Regions from separate parts of the Mus musculus genome. Here regions 1 and 2 are each linked to region 3. A link is a contact called in public Hi-C data. All regions are on one chromosome and are shown on one strand. The core of a region is the stretch at or near the end of the contact, and the rest is flanking DNA. Distances in the headings are between cores, read along the strand shown.

Region 1 (2,701 bases), core at 175-2,674, 610 kb after region 3:
TATTTTGGTATTTTCCATGTTCGAGGCATGCATATGATGTTCAAATACTGACTGCATCAAGACTGCACAATGATTTCACCAACAAAGTCCACTAGGTCAGTTAACCTCCTCCTTCCCAACATAGCATCACTTTGCTGATTTCAAATGAGTCTCCACTAAGCTGTTCAACCATTTCCCCCCTCCTCCTCCCCGCCCCTTAGCTCTCGGCTGTCTCTGACTTATTGTACTGGAATCAGCAAAATCATACTGAAGGCTCATTTGTACGTAATTTCTTCAGAAGCAGCCTCTACAATAAAATGCTCAAGTTCAAGGATTCATAAACGGTTCCACACAAAGCAAGATTTATGAGACAAAGCTCAGGGAGTCTTGGTTAATCATTACAAATCACAATTGCACATGTCTGGTTCTAGGGTTGTACTCTTCTTGATGCTGAAGGCTACTTAGGGCAGGATGCACCCTTTCATAATCTTTGGTTTGTCTGTTTCAATGCCGAGAAAATAAGCACAGAGGGGGGTCTGCTTTGTATCTCCGAGATGGGACAATAGCTCTAATCTGCAATCTTTTATTTTGTTTTCAACTGTTCCAAGACCAATTTCAATTTAACTTGCTTGCTTTTCTTGTCTCTTGATAAAAAGCTGTTTTGATTGCAGGGGGCCTGGAGGCAATGGTGGGAGGCAAACTCGGAGATTCTCTCTCTCTCTCTCTCTCTCTCTCTCTCTCTCTCTCTCTCTCTCTCTCTCTCGTGTGTGTGTGTGTGTGTGTGTGTGTGTGTGTGTGTGTGTGTGTGCGTTCATGCGTATAAAGGAGAAGGAATAGGGGACAGCATCCATGGGCTGTATTTGTTAATCTGCTTAAAACCCTAACAGATTTTTTTTTCAACTGAAATTTGGCCAATGTTAATTGTACAGGCAGAATTCACACTGGGAAAATCTCCTTGGGTAGGGAGAGAAAGACAGGAAGCACAGCCTGCCTGTTATATAAGATGTTTATTTCCATCCAGTCCAATCCACCATAAGCAGTACAGAAAATAGGCCAGTGCTGCTGCTGACCAATGATGTCACTGTATCATCAGGGTGGGGGTGGGGAACTGGGCACCACACTGATGAACAGGAGAATTTCCTATCACCATTGCTGTCTCGTAGGAGTCTTTATTCCTGGAGTTGCTGGTCTTGGCTCCATTTGATACTTATTTTTTCAGGATGTGTAGTAGCTGGGTGGCGACCATTGATGGGAGCTTCTGGATAAGGCACACAAATCTTAAAACAGGGTTGCTTTTTTTTTTTTTTTTTAAATCAAGTCTCTGAAACTTAAAAGGATTGGATCATGTCAGCCAAATGCTGGCTATCCTGGAAAATGGTACAGGGAGGAGGGAATGGATGGTCATCCCGATGTGAGGTACTAGGCAGTGTCTTTATGTACCGAATAGCTCATTCTGCAGATTGTCTTCCTCACTCATGCTACCTTGCATGTGTGCTCGAGCAGGGGATGCTCATAAAGACTGCGACTCAAATGCACAGCTTTGCAAACATCTCTAATGAGCTTATCATCTGTAATGTAATGGAGACATCTTTATAACTTATATAAAGTGAGTGGGTAAAGTGAGTGAAATGAGGTGTGTGCCCCCAACTTTTTTCCCTATTGCTTTAATATCGACAGCAAACTGAGGCCACATTCCTATACATTACAAAGGGTGACTCGGTTACACAGAGAAGGCCACTTATTGCAAGTAACCACTCTGTGTTTTGGTTTATGGAACTCCTGGCAAACTCGTGTTTTTCTGTCATGAAAAAATCTTCAGGGTTACTCTAATTGACCCAGTTTTTCCATAAATACCGTTCTGGTGGATTGCTGTTCCGTTCTCCCTCTAGAGGAAATAGTGAGCATTACAACTCAGTCTCAGAGAGGTGGGGGAAGCAGTCTAATTGAAATACAGGCTTGAGACTAATAACATAGCTCAGTACTAGAAGCCATCACGATCAGGAACTCTAAATGCACAGCCCCTTCTGTATTCGTCCAGTGCCAGTATCAGTATGTGTATTTTCCCTAAAGCAAACAAGCAAACAAAATGTCTTTAACCCTGTTCAAGTGTCTTTCCTGAAAACAACGGATGTACTGAGATAGCCATCTTCTTGTATACTGGGAATATAGAAGGCTGGATGTCAGGCTGCTGCTTATTCACCGGTAGTCCATTTCCTCTGGTAAAATTAAAATATTTGTCTTTTTCTCCAGTCAAATAAGAAACTAATAAAATGTATAAAGGGCATAAGAGGTGACTTATAATAGAGAGTTCTTTTCTTTTCCAAAAAACTCATAGCCATACTTAGAAGTAAACACACAGAGATACACACACACACACACACACACACACACACACACACACACACACTTTACAACTACCACCACCACCAAATAGACCTTACAGGAAGTTTCTTCTCTGTTTGATATCTCCTCATCTAAGCTCCTGCCTTACATTTCAGAACAATGACAGGACTTGTCTCTCCAGTGTGGGTACCGTGGAAAGGCCAGCACAAGGAGATAGCCTGGGTGACAGGAAGTCTGTTATCAGAAATCTGTGCCAGTGCAGGGAGGGGCTGACGAGTGGAAGGCTAGAGGAAAAAGGGAGGGGAGACTTAATGTATGTCCTTGTAAAAAGAAGCCAGTGTGTGTTCTATCTGCATTTTGAAAGCTTGAGCAATTACTA
Region 2 (2,700 bases), core at 69-2,568, 530 kb after region 3:
TGCATGTGTGGATGCTTTTTCCACATAAATGGGGGATCAATGTAAATGTGCCTAGAAGGGTTTGGAAGTCCCATCAAATGTTCCTAAAATGCCTGACAAGAACAGTGTCTTCTTCTTTTGTGAACTTCAGGAGGACTCGACAATCATGAAATTAAGACACTGCTGGCCTTTGGACTTGGAAGAGACATTTATTACTTAAGCCTGGTTTCATTAAAACAACTAACTACGTTGTTGTAAAAGGGGAGCATCAATGAAAGCCTTTACTCATCGCCTTTTCACGCACATATGTACCATCTACCTGCATACCTGACGCCTGCAGAGGTAAGAAGAGGGAGGTAGTTGGTTGGGAGCCACCCTGGGAATGCTGGGAGCCTAACCCAGGTCCTCAGCCAAGACAACAAAGTGCTCTTTACCACTGAGCCACTTCTCCAGCCCCTCACATTTATATTCTTCAAATATGCCTGTAGGCTTTCTCATTCCCTTTTGATTTCTGTTTTTAAAAATTAGCAAGCTTCCAGGAGGCTAATCCCCCTTAATTCTCATGTGGTTTAAATTAAATCTTAGCCTGGACATAAGCTGTGAATACTTTTATAAACCAGGAGCTTGGAGGGTAGATACAATTTTAAATTGAACTTTTTAATTTGTTTCCTGGCAATGTCTTTTTTTTTTTTTTTTTCTTTTTCTGGGCCTGAGGAATTTGACAGTGCCAAGAGTTGTGAATCAGTCCAGATCTCAACCAGATCTCAACCAAAACTGGCATGATGGGAAACAAATGGCCTTTGGAATACAAATGATGGAGGTCAGGGACTTGTTTTCTCATCTTCTGGAATGACTTTTGGAGTATGTGTATCAGGAAGTTGAGAAGGTTGAAAAAAAAAAAAAAGCCGAGTAAGGGATAAAATAGAGGGTTCATTTGAAAAATGGCTAAAAGAAAAATGCATTATGTTTAAATGTCTTTTCTACAAAAATTACAAATCATGAGCTGGAGCACAGACTGTGTTGCCATCCCTAGTGGAGAGGTAGATTCACGACAGCAGGAGCGCCGGGAATACATTTCCGTGGACTCCTTATGACTCAGAGTTGTTCATGTTAATTCTGTAATCCCTAAAAAGATCAACTCTATTTCTTTCCTTGGGGGAGTATTTTCAGATGGCTGTTAAAAGGCTTTCTTTTTCTTTCTTTCTCTTTCAACTGCTGGAGAGCAACTAGAAACAAATCTGTTCTTTCAAATAAATGTTCTGCCCATATGTTATTTTTCATGGGAAGCGATGGAAGTGTGAAGTCCTCTATTCTGCCTGCAGTCTTGCTCTGCCTGCCCAACCCCCACCCCACCATATGTAACACATCTTGAGAGAAGGGGAGGGAGGCTGAAAACAGTCCCTTGATCATTTGTGTGTGTGTTATTTGTGTGTTTTTCTAAAACAGAAATGTGGGGGAGGTTACTCATACAAAGAGTAGATGACCACCTCAGCTATTATAGAGAGTGTCCGAGGGAAGGGAATGAGCACTAGAAACAGCAACAACAACAACAACAAAAAACCATGTGATGGTTGTGAACATGAACTACAGTCCTTATATTTTCATTTGGTGGAAGATAGACATGCCAAGGGCTTCAGAAAAAAAAGAAAGTTGTGCATCTATTTGTGGTACCACCACCCACCTGTGTAATTTAAGAAGTTTCCCTGAATAAAGAGGAATGTACAGTGTACTTATGGATAATAATAAATAATCCATGGGCCAGACTGAGCGGAGTTGACCAGAGTAAGGGGGCCAGGCCAACTGGAGTGAGCTGGGTTGACCGGAGTGAGCAGAGGTCCTAAATTCAATTCCCAACAACCACATGAAGGTTCACAACCATCTGTACAGTCACAGTGTACTCATATACATACATACATACATACATACATACATACATACATACATACATACATACATACAGTGTTAATGGGTGAATTTAATAAAACCATTCCAGAAAAGTGATGCGGATATAGTAGGTGTTTAATGCACGTTAGTTTATTTCCTCTCAATCTTTCATAAGCAAAAAAAAAATCTAGTTTCTGTTTATGATTTATGGATTCTCAGCCAAGGCAATGAACAGATCCAGTGCATGTTGGACACTAAAAGCTTTACAGAAAATGTGTTCCCTGCTAGAAAGTTACCTTACGTTGATTTCTTTTAGCAAAACTTCCATACAGCTTGAAAACTTGGGCGTTTAAGTACAGACTGGTATTTTAGGAAAATTTAACCCCAGGTCAAATGTTTTACGTTGGGAAAATAGTCTTTGATGTTTGAAAGGGCCTGAGTGTTATGCCTAGAGCCAAATGTGTGGGATAGTTCACCCTTGCGAATTGAAACATCAAAAAAGATTTGCATTAATTTCCTGCAAACCAAATATGTAGAGTTTCATGCAGCTTTAATTGAAATGTAATAACTGTTTACAGACTTGACTGCACCATCTCCACAGAGTAATTGCCTTTCCACCCCGAGCAAATGGGGGTAATGTAAATGTGCCTAGAAGGGCTTGGAAGTTCCATCAAATGTTTCTAAAATGACTATTATGACTTCTCTTCTTTCCTGAACTCAATAAGAATTGGACTATTATGAAATCGAGACACTGCTGGCCTTGGACGTCAGAAGAGACCTTTACTACTTAAGCCTGGGCTCATTAAAACATGAAACTGTGTGGTTGTAAAAGAGAGC
Region 3 (2,780 bases), core at 69-2,568:
GGAACATGCAGCTAGATCCGCCAGCCAAGCAATTTCATACTTTAGACTTTGAAAACTGTAATGTAACCAAATGTAACCATATAACCAGCAGGAATGGAAATAAAGAATTGTGGCCAAAGATTGCATTTCCTAACAAGATGTTTTCCTTCCCATACGTAACAAGTTTAATCACTTTCATACGTACTCACATGAATACATATGCACACATGTATGCACACACACATGCATATGCACACATACACACTTACATATACGCTACCCTATGCTGAATTAATCGTATTCTAAACTGTATTCTTCACCTGGAGAACCTGGAAGCTACTTCAATAAGAAAAAAAAATTATAACATTACAAAATGAGGAATGGTAGTTATGTCTTTCTTTTTAAAAAAATAAAATTTTACCTATTTGATAATTTCATATATGTATACATAACATACTCCAATTGTTAAGGATGCTACTCATGGCTTCTGTTTGTCATCAGGTTGACTAATATCAGTTGACAGACACTATTTCTGTTAGTTGATTTTAGTATTTTTTTTTTTACTCTTGTTCTGTGTATGGAAAGAGGTTACCACAGTTTCCTCCATAGGGCGTCAACTTTGAAACACGTTTTTAGCACCAACCCTAATAAATAATGAATTTTGCTGCAACCCAGATGTTCTAATGTCTTTTTTTAAATGTTGTCTGTGACCTACTACATCTGTTTTCACAAGCCTCTCATGGGTCATGACCTCCTTGTGCATGGAAAACATTGTCCTGGGATGGTCTTTCTCAATGTTCCCACTGAAATACCCCAAGCAGCAGGGGAGAGGGAAACTGGGGAGAGTAAAGGAAGACTAGAGAGAGAGACAGAGAGAGACAGAGACAGAGACAGAGACAGAGACAGAGACAGAGACAGACAGACTAAGGGTCTGCCTCCAGTGCAAAATCTCTTTGAAGTTTCTTTACTTCACCACTGAAGTGCACCCCACTTTGGCATATGATAGCCAACTGGACCATCAGATTTCTGCTAAAAGTTTTCAATTTCCCTTTTAAGCAGAACGGATGCTCTGGACTTCTTGCCATTGACACTCAGGTTGTCTCTCCTGCTACCTGGCTATCCAAGATGCCCACTGTAGGCTGCAACCATGTTCTGTGGGGTGATAAATGTCCCCACAATACACAAAACCAAGAAGTCTGGGGCCTTCTGGCTTCCACACAACTGTTCAGTGTAGACCTTCTGGATGATATCTATAAAGGCTCGCAGACACTCTCATCAGTTAGTGAGCCTGGGCTCTTCCCTAGTACTGCTGAATCTCGTGACTGGGAAATGACTCAGACCCTCATTAAACCTCACACAGCAAGTCTCCAGGAAGCCCCAGCAGCAGGAAGGGAACAATGCTCACAGGCATGGGAGGAGAGGCACTGAGGGGGAGCACAATGATGAAGGCTGAGCCACTTCCAAGGGGAGAAAGACATGCCAGTTCCTTGTCCTTGCAGTTGGTTGAGAGCAGTTCACCATTCTTCCCTTAAGTCGGCCATCGCATCAGACGGGCCAGGAAGAAGGGAGACACTAATCAACCAAGGAACCTGGGGGACCCTGGAGCTTTTAGGGTAACCAGAGAGTATGTGTATAAGTAGATAAACACACAGCCATTGCAGAGGTCAGAGTTCATTCACTCATTCCATATTTCTATGGACTCTGGGGATCCAGTGCAACGCGTAGGCTTGGTGGTAAGGACCTGCACCTGCTGGGTTGTTTTGGGAGTCCTCACGGGGTTGTTTAAGCACTTCTAACCTAAGGATCCAGTGGCTTGCTTAGAACTTTAAAATTGAGATGTTCTCACTTGAAATGAATTTCTAACACAGATCAAAGTTTTTTCTTTCATGAAAAGCCATCCAGGAATCTGGAAATAGGGCCACAGTGGGCTAGTGTGCATGGCATGAAAGAAAGAGAAACTGAGTTCAAATTCCTAGGGTCAAAGTTTGAAAAGGGGGATGGGGGTGGGGAATGTCTGGAGAGATGGCTCAGTGGTTAGGAGCACCGGCTGCTCTTCCAGAGGACCTAGGCTTAATTCCCAGCACCCACACAGTAGCTCAAAACTATCTGTAACTCCAGTTCGAGGGGCTCTGACAAGCTCACTCGCACAGACATGTGTGTAAGCAAAACACCAATGCACATAAGACAAAAAAAAAATTATTAAAAAGAAAAAGAAAAAACTAGGCCTGGCCTTGCATGCCTTTAATTCTAGTAGTGGGGAACTAAGACTAGCAGATCTCACAAGCTCTCTGGATAGCTAGCTCAGCCAAAACAGCTTTAAGGTTCAGTAAGAGACCTCATCTCAAAACAAAGGTGGAGGCCAATAGAGATAGACATCGAACGTCTTCCTCTGACCTCCACACACAAGCACACACATGTGCTCATACACCACACACAGCACCCCTATCCACATACAACAACAGCAGATGCAGCACACACATAAGACATCTAGGATTTGAAATAGAGGAATAAATTAAAAATAAGGAAAGGATCCCAAAGAAACCTATAAAAGATGTCTTGGAAAAACCATAGTTCCAGACAGAGTGGAGACAGACAGACACAATTGGGCTTGAACAACACTCTAGCACGTCCTTATAAATTCATGGCCAAAGATTGCTGAAATAGTCAATCAACTGTCCAAATAGATGTCCCCTACTTTTTTCCTGTACTGTGCATCTTTCTCCAGTCATAACCCAGGACCTGTAAGTACAGTAGGGTTCAGTAGAGTGCCTCACTATAGTGATTAACAAAGCCATGATTTG

What was found. A called contact is a pair of places that touch in the nucleus more often than the background predicts.
Region 1: a Hi-C map of uterus shows a contact between it and region 3, with 9 times the contacts expected there. The contact joins two enhancer-like sites. A contact is called at or near these places in 5 of 484 Hi-C or Micro-C datasets (cranial neural crest and uterus).
Region 2: a Hi-C map of uterus shows a contact between it and region 3, with 8 times the contacts expected there. The contact joins two enhancer-like sites. A contact is called at or near these places in 4 of 484 Hi-C or Micro-C datasets (all in uterus).

Annotation. Positions count from the first base shown.
Region 1 is chr10:97,158,572-97,161,272 of GRCm38.p6, forward strand. No RefSeq gene overlaps it. Among named protein-coding and RNA genes, the nearest start is that of Gm34044, 76 kb to the right of the region's middle. Within about 2 kb of position 1,425, at least 52 of the 459 cell types and tissues checked have an H3K27ac peak or open chromatin away from gene starts, as enhancers often do. A contact at or near this core is called in uterus, where this site is marked.
Region 2 is chr10:97,077,058-97,079,757 of GRCm38.p6, forward strand. No RefSeq gene overlaps it. Among named protein-coding and RNA genes, the nearest start is that of 4930556N09Rik, 43 kb to the left of the region's middle. Within about 2 kb of position 1,319, at least 17 of the 459 cell types and tissues checked have an H3K27ac peak or open chromatin away from gene starts, as enhancers often do. A contact at or near this core is called in uterus, where this site is marked.
Region 3 is chr10:96,549,138-96,551,917 of GRCm38.p6, forward strand. The region is part of intron 3 of Gm33843 (a long non-coding RNA gene); the gene reads right to left. Among named protein-coding and RNA genes, the nearest start is that of Gm33843, 48 kb to the right of the region's middle. Within about 2 kb of position 1,319, at least 30 of the 459 cell types and tissues checked have an H3K27ac peak or open chromatin away from gene starts, as enhancers often do. A contact at or near this core is called in uterus, where this site is marked.